Regions from separate parts of the Oryctolagus cuniculus genome. Here region 1 is linked to region 2. A link is a contact called in public Micro-C data. All regions are on one chromosome and are shown on one strand. Each heading gives the region's core, a stretch centred on a gene start, on an enhancer-like site or on the middle of the called end of the contact. The rest is flanking DNA. Distances are from core to core; before and after follow the strand shown.

Evidence for each region. A called contact is a pair of places that touch in the nucleus more often than the background predicts.
Region 1: a Micro-C map of ear pinna shows a contact between it and region 2, with 8 times the contacts expected there. The contact joins the promoter of SMTN here to the enhancer-like site in region 2. A contact is called at or near these places in 2 of 6 Hi-C or Micro-C datasets (ear pinna and psoas muscle).

Annotation. Positions count from the first base shown.
Region 1 is chr21:24,242,927-24,247,064 of mOryCun1.1, reverse strand. SMTN (smoothelin) reads right to left here and starts at 1,882. Exons shown (of 21, transcript XM_070065834.1): 1 at 1,742-1,882; 2 at 1-54. LOC127484705 (a long non-coding RNA gene) reads left to right here and starts at 2,021. Exons shown (of 2, transcript XR_007911874.2): 1 at 2,021-2,163; 2 at 3,013-3,231.
Region 2 is chr21:24,127,705-24,131,986 of mOryCun1.1, reverse strand. It overlaps MORC2 (MORC family CW-type zinc finger 2), which reads left to right. Exons shown (of 26, transcript XM_051826524.2): 6 at 3,207-3,315. Among named protein-coding and RNA genes, the nearest start is that of TUG1, 20 kb to the left of the region's middle. Within about 2 kb of position 2,011, at least 2 of the 8 cell types and tissues checked have an H3K27ac peak or open chromatin away from gene starts, as enhancers often do. A contact at or near this core is called in ear pinna, where this site is marked.

The DNA of each region.
Region 1 (4,138 bases), core at 633-3,132, 120 kb before region 2:
TCCTCCCGGTAAGATCCTCAGTGCCCACGGCACCTGACACCAGCTCAGGGGGCCCTGCAGGGGACAGACATGAGTTAGGCCTACCAGGGTTGGGCAACGGGGCGGCACCCGCCTCATTTCCTTCTGCAACCTGTTACTGCCCCATCTTTGCTCTCCTATCCTGGCTGGGAGTTGAACTCTACCTTCGGGTGGTTTGCTGGAACCAGGGTCCCTGGTTTCAACTTGCCAGCTTCACTGTTACTCTGCTGCTGTGAGGCCTCGGGCCCTCATCCTGTTCAAGTCTCAAAACAGGACAGCAGAGACCTGGATGGAAAAGCCACCGCGCCCAGCAAGGGCCACCCACTGTGCTCACCACCAGGGGGTGCACACCAGTCTCTGGAGTTTCCTGCCCCACCCACCCATCCATCCCCAGGCCTGCCCAGCCCCCCACCCACTCGGCAAACCCAGGCTCTGGCTGTGGGCTGAGCCCTGTGCAAGTCCTTGCTGCTGCCGCCACTCTCGCTGCCCAGGCACTGCAGGTACATGGACAGCGTCTTCCAGTCCACGCAGCCAGCCCTCCACGCACACCCCCCCACCACGCTTCCCGTCCCTGCCTTCTCCCTGCCAACTCCCCGGACCTCAGGAAGCCAGGTGTCTGGGCACCCAACTCCTCCTAACAGTTCACACACAATTCAATGCCTCCGTTCCCGGAATGCCCACTGGACGCTGACCCCGGCCAACGCCTGGACTTGATGCAAACGGAGAGGGTGGGAGAGGACCAGGGATTTGTCACGGGCGCGGAAAGGACCCCAAAGGCTCAGAGGGCAGGGAGGAACTGAATAAAAGTCTTAGTCACCTCCAGTTTCTCAAGCAGCCTTCTGAAGTCCCAGGCGCCCGGGACACTCCACATTGCCCCCGGCACTGCTCATCAAAACGGATCCCGGACTCCCAGCCCAGCCTCCCCGTGCAGCTCCCCTTCCTCCGCAGCCCAGGTATCTCTCTGGAAGCCAAGGGCACACCGGAGGTGCTCCATTCATGTGCGGTGGCTCCAGGCTCCCCCCTTCCACTGATTCATTTCTCAAGCATCCTTTTACCCGTCAGAGTCACCTGGCGAGTCACCCCAACCAGGGAATGGATCTTGGGGGGGGGCTCCTAACCACACAGTTGGGGTTTGTCTGACCTTGTCTGTTCAAGTCACTGCTTGCTTCCTGGTGGGTTCAGACCTGTGTCCCCCACCCCACTGCCGGCCTCCCTGTGTGTTAGGGTCCTTGTCCCTTACCTACCTATCTGGAGTAACCGTCTTCCCCAGGAAGTGTCGCTCAGTGGGCACCAGCCCTGGTTCTCTGAACACTGTGTTCCCACCTAGGCTTCTTCTGAAGGGTGGGGGTCCCTCGTGCCCAGGCTCGGACACCCAGGAGGCTGTGAGAAGTCTCTTCGTCCTCAGAAATTCTCCGGCACCCCCCTCCAGTCCAGTCCCATAGCCCCCTGTCACAGAGTCTAGCCTCGGGGGTCTCTGGGGGCTTCCCTCTCGAAGTCTGTACCCACAGAATAGTGCCCCGGAGGTGGGGAAGCCCCCTGTTGGAGGCCGGTGGGCATCCCTCTCCAAGGCCTCAGAACCTTAAGTATCCCCACGGCTCCTCCTCCCCGAGGAGGGAAGCAGCTCTCAGTTCTCAGAGTTCCAGAACCCGGGTAAGAGATATCCGGGTTCCACCCTCTGGACCCGTCGGGGGTCCTGGCGCCGTCCCGAGGTCCGCACACTCACCTCTCAGTCCAGCCCGCCCGTCCGGCGCGGGCTCGGGTCAGTTCGCTCCGGGCGCGACAGTTGCAGATTAGAGACGGTCAGGCGGGAGGCGCCGCGACCTGGGAGCCCAGGCCCGCTCAGCAACCGTCCCCTGGACTCTGCGAGAGCTGCCCGTCCAGCCGCGCCAGCAGCCCCGCGGGCCCCGCCCCGCGCCGGCAAAGCAGCCAACCCGCGCTGGGGTCCCGCCCACTCTCCCGCCCCATTGGGGGAATTCAATTTAGTGGTCACGCCCCCCCCGGAGGCGGCCCCCGCCCCTCGAGGGTCCCGCGAGGTTGGGGATTGAAGTCTGGGGGCTGCCGCCGCGGTCTTCCGAGGGTCGGGAGGACGCCGGCAGGGGCACGCGGGCTCCGTGCCCAAGTCCAGGAGGGTCCCCCCGAGCCGAGGTAAGTGGCCCGGGACCGCGCGAGTCCCTGAGCCTTGGGACAGCCCCTCCCCGCCTCCTCTTTGTTCGGAAGACCACGTCCCCTCCCTTTGCTCCACCTCCTCCCAGCGTCAGGGCTCCAAGTCGGTCGCCGCCCCCAGGCCGCTTTCTCGGGACACCCGGCCTGGGCCACCTCGGAGCGGGGACCGAGCGGCCAGCACACAGCACGCCTTTCCTCCCGGGTCCACCACACACCTTGTCCTGCGCGCGCCCCTTCCCAAGCCCTTCCGGGTCTGCCCCTTGGAAGCGCTGGAGCCCACACGCAGGCCCAGAGGGAACCGATGTGCCCGAGACTAAATGAAGAGTGAGCTAGGGGACAAGAGCCCACCCGGTCCACCCCGAGCAGGACGCCCTGGAACCCCCCCACCCCCACCCGGGGGGATCTCTATGGGGACCAGAGGGCACGGGGCTGGGAGAATGCGCTCTGGCGTGGCATCTGTCAAATGCAATGTCAGTTCCTGTGATTTGTGTGAGGACACTTCAACATGTTTGTGGAAGACGGAAGCAGAAGTTTATTTTGGTGCAAAAAAAAAAAAAAAAAAAAAAAAAAAACCTGAAAGCCATGCACATGAGAGATATTCAAAAAAGCTTGTGAAAGGGTGGACGTTTAGCCTAGTGGTTAAGGGCCCAAGTCACACACCCGTGTGCCCGGGTTCGGGGTTCGGTGCCTGATTCTTGGCTAATGCGGACTCTGGGAGACAAGGGACGTGGCCTGAAGCATTGTGGCCCAGCGGTTTAAAGCAGCTGCCTGCATTTCTGGCATCCTGGATGGGCACCGGTTCAAGTCCAGGCCGCTCCATTTCCCATCCAGCTCTCTGCTATGGCCTGGGGAAGGAGTGGAAGATGGCCCAAGTCCTTGGACCCTTGCCACCCGCGTGGAACACCCAGAAGAAGATCCTGGCTCCCGGCCTCAGCTTGGCCCAGCCCCCGCTGTTACAGCCAATCTGGGGAATGAACCAGCAGATGGAAGACCTCGCTTGCTCTCTCTGTAGCTCTTTCAAGTAAATAAATATTTTTTTAAATCATGAAACATGTATATTATTTAAAAAAAACTGCATGGATTTCAAAAATGTGTACACTCAAGCTTGTTTCTAAAATTCCATTTTCCACGAACTTTTTGAAGTCCCCTCATTGTCCCCGTAGCATGCCTGTTAACAGGTTGGGTCAGGGGTCCATTTTACAAGTGAAGACAGCAGGTGATAGGTAGTGAGTGGGGCTGGGGTTTGTGGCCATGGGCAGGCGCTGTCAGCTTGTTGCCCCAGAGACCCCCCCACCCCACCCCGGAGGTCCAGATCCTCTGTGTACCTTCCACCCCTTCCCCCAATCTAGGGAGAGACCTGGTAGCCCGCTCTGGGAGTCTTGGCCTTATTAGCCCCTTTCATTCCCACCTCCCTCAGAGGTGGTGCCATCTTACACCTTGGGAAACCCAGCGACTTGCCAAGGGAGGAGTAGCAAGAAGAAATCGAGTTTGAAGGCTGCGGTTGGAGGCCCTGGGTTCACTTTACCTGGTCTAGACGCAACCTGATTCCCCAGAACGTGGGTCCTTTCTGCCCGCCTTCCAGTTTCCCGCGCTTTTGGGCAGTGCCCCTGTGAGCGCGGCATACCTAGACCTCCTCAGATTCGCAGGGCCTGCCCGAGTGGCAGCTGTGGGTGCCAATGAGTGGCCTGCTGTGTGCCAGCTCTGCCCTCCCCAGCAGGGAGGCGCAGCGCAGGTGAGTGCCCGCGCGAATGGACTAGATTTCTGGTGCAGGCTCTCTCAACTCTACAGTAGGGACCAGAAGGCTGGACTCCGCCCCCAGACCCACCTGCCCATCTTACAAGGGAGGGATGGTGGGGGTGGGGAGGTGAGTGCTGGGGCTCAAAGGGCGGCCCACAGACTTGCTGGGGACGCTTACAGCACAGCCCAGGGGAAGAGTAAACATCCCGTGAGCACCTGT
Region 2 (4,282 bases), core at 762-3,261:
CCCTGTGGTTGAGGACAGCAGTGGTTCTCTCCTGGGATGGGAATGTGTCTGAGATAGTGGGGGTGGGGGTCAGCTCGCAGGACAGCAGTGTTAGCTGAGCACCTGTAGCCAGGACTGGGGATCCAGAGTGGTAGGAGAGGCACAGGCTATCTCTCCCTAGGGCACTGTCGCCATGCACATGTCCTGCAAAGTAGGGACCCACCTAATGTCTCCAAGTCCCTTAGGGCTTCTTTCTCAGCCCTTGGTTCCCACTTGTTTAGTGTTTGGAATGTGTTATTCTGGTTTTGAGTGAAGCCCCAGGAGAAAGGTTTCTATTTCTGAAGTGCTCACTTCCAGCTGTACATACCTTTGGGTGGAATAAGATTTAGTGGAATTGGAGTTTGTGCAAATGGAATTATGAGTCATGTTTCTGGTCTCGCCTTGAAGACGTGTTGTGTTGTTTGAGAGAGGGTGAGGGTTTGATCTGTCAGCCGCGTTAGTTGGGCCTCACGTGCAGTGTGCTGTGAGTGTGGAGAAGTCAGGGACCTGGTACCTGGGCTTTGCAGTTTCTCTCTCAGGACAGGAACCAAGTGGTACTAATAAATGCTTACCATGTGCTAGAAACTGATAAAAACCTCATGAGGATGGTTTCACTGGAGCCTCGCTATGGCCCTGTGAGGAGTAGGTACCACTATTCTCATTTTCTGATGAAGAGATGGAAGCTTTTAGGGTTGGAGTGATTTGCCCCAAGGTAGAACTGGTATTTAAACCAGGTCTTTCTGTCTGCAGAACTGGAGTCACTGTCCATTTCTTCTCGGACAAGCTAAAGTTCAAATCTCACCTCATTCGTGGACTTCCTTCTGTAGGCCTTAGGTTTCCTCCTTTGTAAGTTAAGGTTATCATGTACATCAAGTAGGTTAAGGATTAAATGCTATCATTGCTCTGAGAGTCCCTAGCTTGGTTTCTGGCTTCTAATTTTATTTTTCCTGTTTTGATATTTCTGTGGCGATTTCTGGCTTGATTCAGTTGGCCCCGGAAGGGCCCTGGAATCCGTGTTTTTCATAGGTAAAGTGAATCACCTGAGATCTTTCTCCAAGTCATTCTGCTGCGGGTGATCTAAGACCAGTAACTGAGGTCTCCTTGAGTGGTGGTAACCTTGGCTTATCAGGATCTTGGATCATTCTCCTCCCGCCTGGTCCTGTCCTGTGGCTGCAGGCAAGCTGTTTCATCCCCTCTGAATGTGTGTTTCCTAATCTGGAAAACGGAGCTCTTATCTCTGACATTCTCCCTTAATGAGTGAGGTTCAGGAGCAGAAGAAATGTGACTCTGAAAGTGATTAGAAGAGCCGGCGCCTCGGCTCAATAGGCTAATCTTCCACCTTGCGGCGCCGGCACACCGGGTTCTAGTCCCGGTTGGGGCGCCGGATTCTGTCCCGGTTGCCCCTCTTCCAGGCCAGCCCTCTGCTGTGGCCAGGGAGTGCAGTGGAGGATGGCCCAGGTCCTTGGGCCCTGCACCCTAGGGGAGACCAGGAGAAGCACCTGGCTGCTGCCATTGGATCAGTGCGGTGCGCCAGCCGCAGCACGCCAGCCGTGGCGGCCATTGGAGGGTGAACCAACGGCAAAGGAAGACCTTTCTCTCTGTCTCTCTCACTGTCCACTCTGCCTGTCAAAAAAAAAAAAAAAAAAAAAAAAGTGATTAGAAGACCAGCGAGGGAAGCTACAGAAGTTGAACGTTCTCTTTAAGTGTATTTTAGGAGAAAGTTTTTGTGCAGCTCCCATTGAAATGGAGCCATCTAGTGTTGAGAGTACACAGTGTGCCCATTCTGAAGCCAGTTCACAAGTTGAAGAGTTTCTGGAGGAGGTGATTTGTGGTGAGAACAGGACTGAGAAGCAAGGAAGCCAGCAGAGAGGTGGTGCTTTGAGTTTCTTACTATTCAGGGCCTACGGTCAGGATCAGAGACAGAGGGGACAATAGGTGCATAGAAATTTTTGCCAAATTAGGGCAAGGGCAGGCTTGGACAGAAGGCAAGATCATGGCCGTCATTTTGCAATGCAAGCTTGAGGAAGAGGGAAGACTGTGAAATTCAAGGGGCAGGAGCCGTGCCAGCACCTGTGGTCCTGGAGAAAGAGAAACCGGGGCTGAGAGCGCCAGGAACATCTCTGGATGGTGTCTTGGGGGTTTTCTTGAGTGGCGAAGTAGGGCAGGGCATTCAGTTGTGTGCTCGGCCTGCCAGTCTGGTTTGTATTTGTACACAGAGGGGAGTAATGAGGCTTCCCGCCTCCATCATCTCCCTGGGGTGTTATGAGGACTAATGAGATAATAGCCATAAACCCCAGAAGCTATTCAGGAGAAAGGCGCTGAACAGCTCATTGTTCAGTGAACAGCTTTCTTTGGTGCTGTGGGCTGCTGCCCTGCTCCTTGCTGTCTGAAAAGGCCTGTCCCAGCCTGCTCCTTGCATGGTTTAACATCACAAAACAGAGGAAGGAAGCAGTGGACTCCGTTTAGACTCTTGGCCTGTGGAAATTAGCTTCCAGGCACAGTTCCCAGAAACCAGTTGCATCCAAAAGTAGAGGCCTGCCAGTGTCACAATGAGCTTGAAGAGGCAAAACAGTTTTGAACCAGAAGACTTACAGGACAGGAGCCAGTTACAAGCCTCTGTGAACACCATGGTCAAGAATTATAATTTGATAGCACCTGCGTGTCTGGCTGAGCCCTGGACTCATGCAGTGTTTTTTTTTTTTTTTTTTTTTTTTTTTTTTTTTTTTTTTTTTTTGAGGGCTTTGGGAGCAAAGGCCCTGGTCTCTCACCTTGATGGGGCTTCCATTTGATGGCACAGTTAGGGCTCATCAGCCCTTGTGGGCTGGAATGGACCTGGAGCCCAAGGGCAGCAGTGGAATTAGTGAGCTTTGAGGCAACAGAAAGCTGGGAGTGAGACTAACTTGGTTCTCTGGTTGGTGGTGAATGTGCCCAGAGGGTGGTGAGGGTCCTGGATGTTGAGTGAGTATGATTGAAAAGATCATAGGTGAAGACTAAGACTAAGAGAAGACTAGTGGGAAAGCAGAGCGAGGAGTGTTAGGTGGAGGACGAAAGCTGTGGAGCTCAGCTCAGGGCCTGGGGCCTAGGGAGGCCTTTAGGAGAACCCTCCAGAGGCACGGGGTGGGGTTACTCCTTTTTCACATGAGTTTTTGAATCCCTGGGAGAGTAATCTATTTCTGTTTCCCTTTCAGGGGCTCAATGCGCATTGGGAAGGATTTTATCCTTTTCACCAAGAAGGAAGACACCATGACCTGCCTCTTTCTGTCTCGTACCTTCCACGAAGAGGAAGGCATTGATGAAGTGGGTCCCGTCCTTGTGGTCATACTTGTTGACTCTGCCCAGACGGTTTTCATGGGTTGTTTGCAGTGCTGGGCTCTTTCACAGTTGTAGGATTGGAGCATGTGCCCCATGTCCTGGGATTAGCTGGTTGGATGGATTGGTTGAGAGGTTAAGGCAGATACGTTAATGTGAGAGGAAGCAAAATCTTAAAGTACTTCAGAGAGCAGCTGTCTTGTTTCTGAAAATGAGGCTGTCAAGTGGCAGGAACCAAGAGTTGGATTTGCAGCTCCTCTAGATCTAAACTCCATCTGTGGGGGTGTTACCATAGAGACTTGTTTTTTTGGGCTTCCCTGACTATGCATGGTGAATATAGCTGGCAGTAATTATAGGAACAGCGACATCTTTGCCCCTGGTGGTGACTTTGTGGAATGTGCTGTGAGCACATGTTATTTTTGAGGAAATGTGTTGCCGCAACTGCCCGGATCAGAAGCCACAGATCAGACACCCCCAGGGCCCAGCCAGGTCTGGAGGCAGGGAAGCCTGAATGTGAGCTTGTTCCTACCTGGCGCCTGGTCGTTGGTCTCACTTCAGGAGTGGCCGCTGTGCAGTCCCAGCGATTACTGCTGTGCTGGAAGGCAGGCTTGGTGAATCCGCACTCTTACTGTGAACCATTTTGGTAATTAACTGTGAAAGCTTAAACACATGCTCAGCTGATTTCTTTGGCCTGGTGGCTCAGATATCTGAATAGCATTTCTGGTGAGCCCTGGCCCCTTCGTTGTGGGGATTAGGGGTATTCTGCGGTCTGGCCAGCCTCCTCAGACTGGACTCTTATCTCTTTTTATCTTCTTTTCATGTGTGAGAAATGGAGGCTAGAGTTTGAGAGGGGCCTGAGAAGATCTGTAGAAAGAAATCCATTGCTGTCACATAAGCAGATAGTTGAATTCAGAGTTGGAGAAAAATTCATCTCAGTTGGCTGTGCCCAAATTTG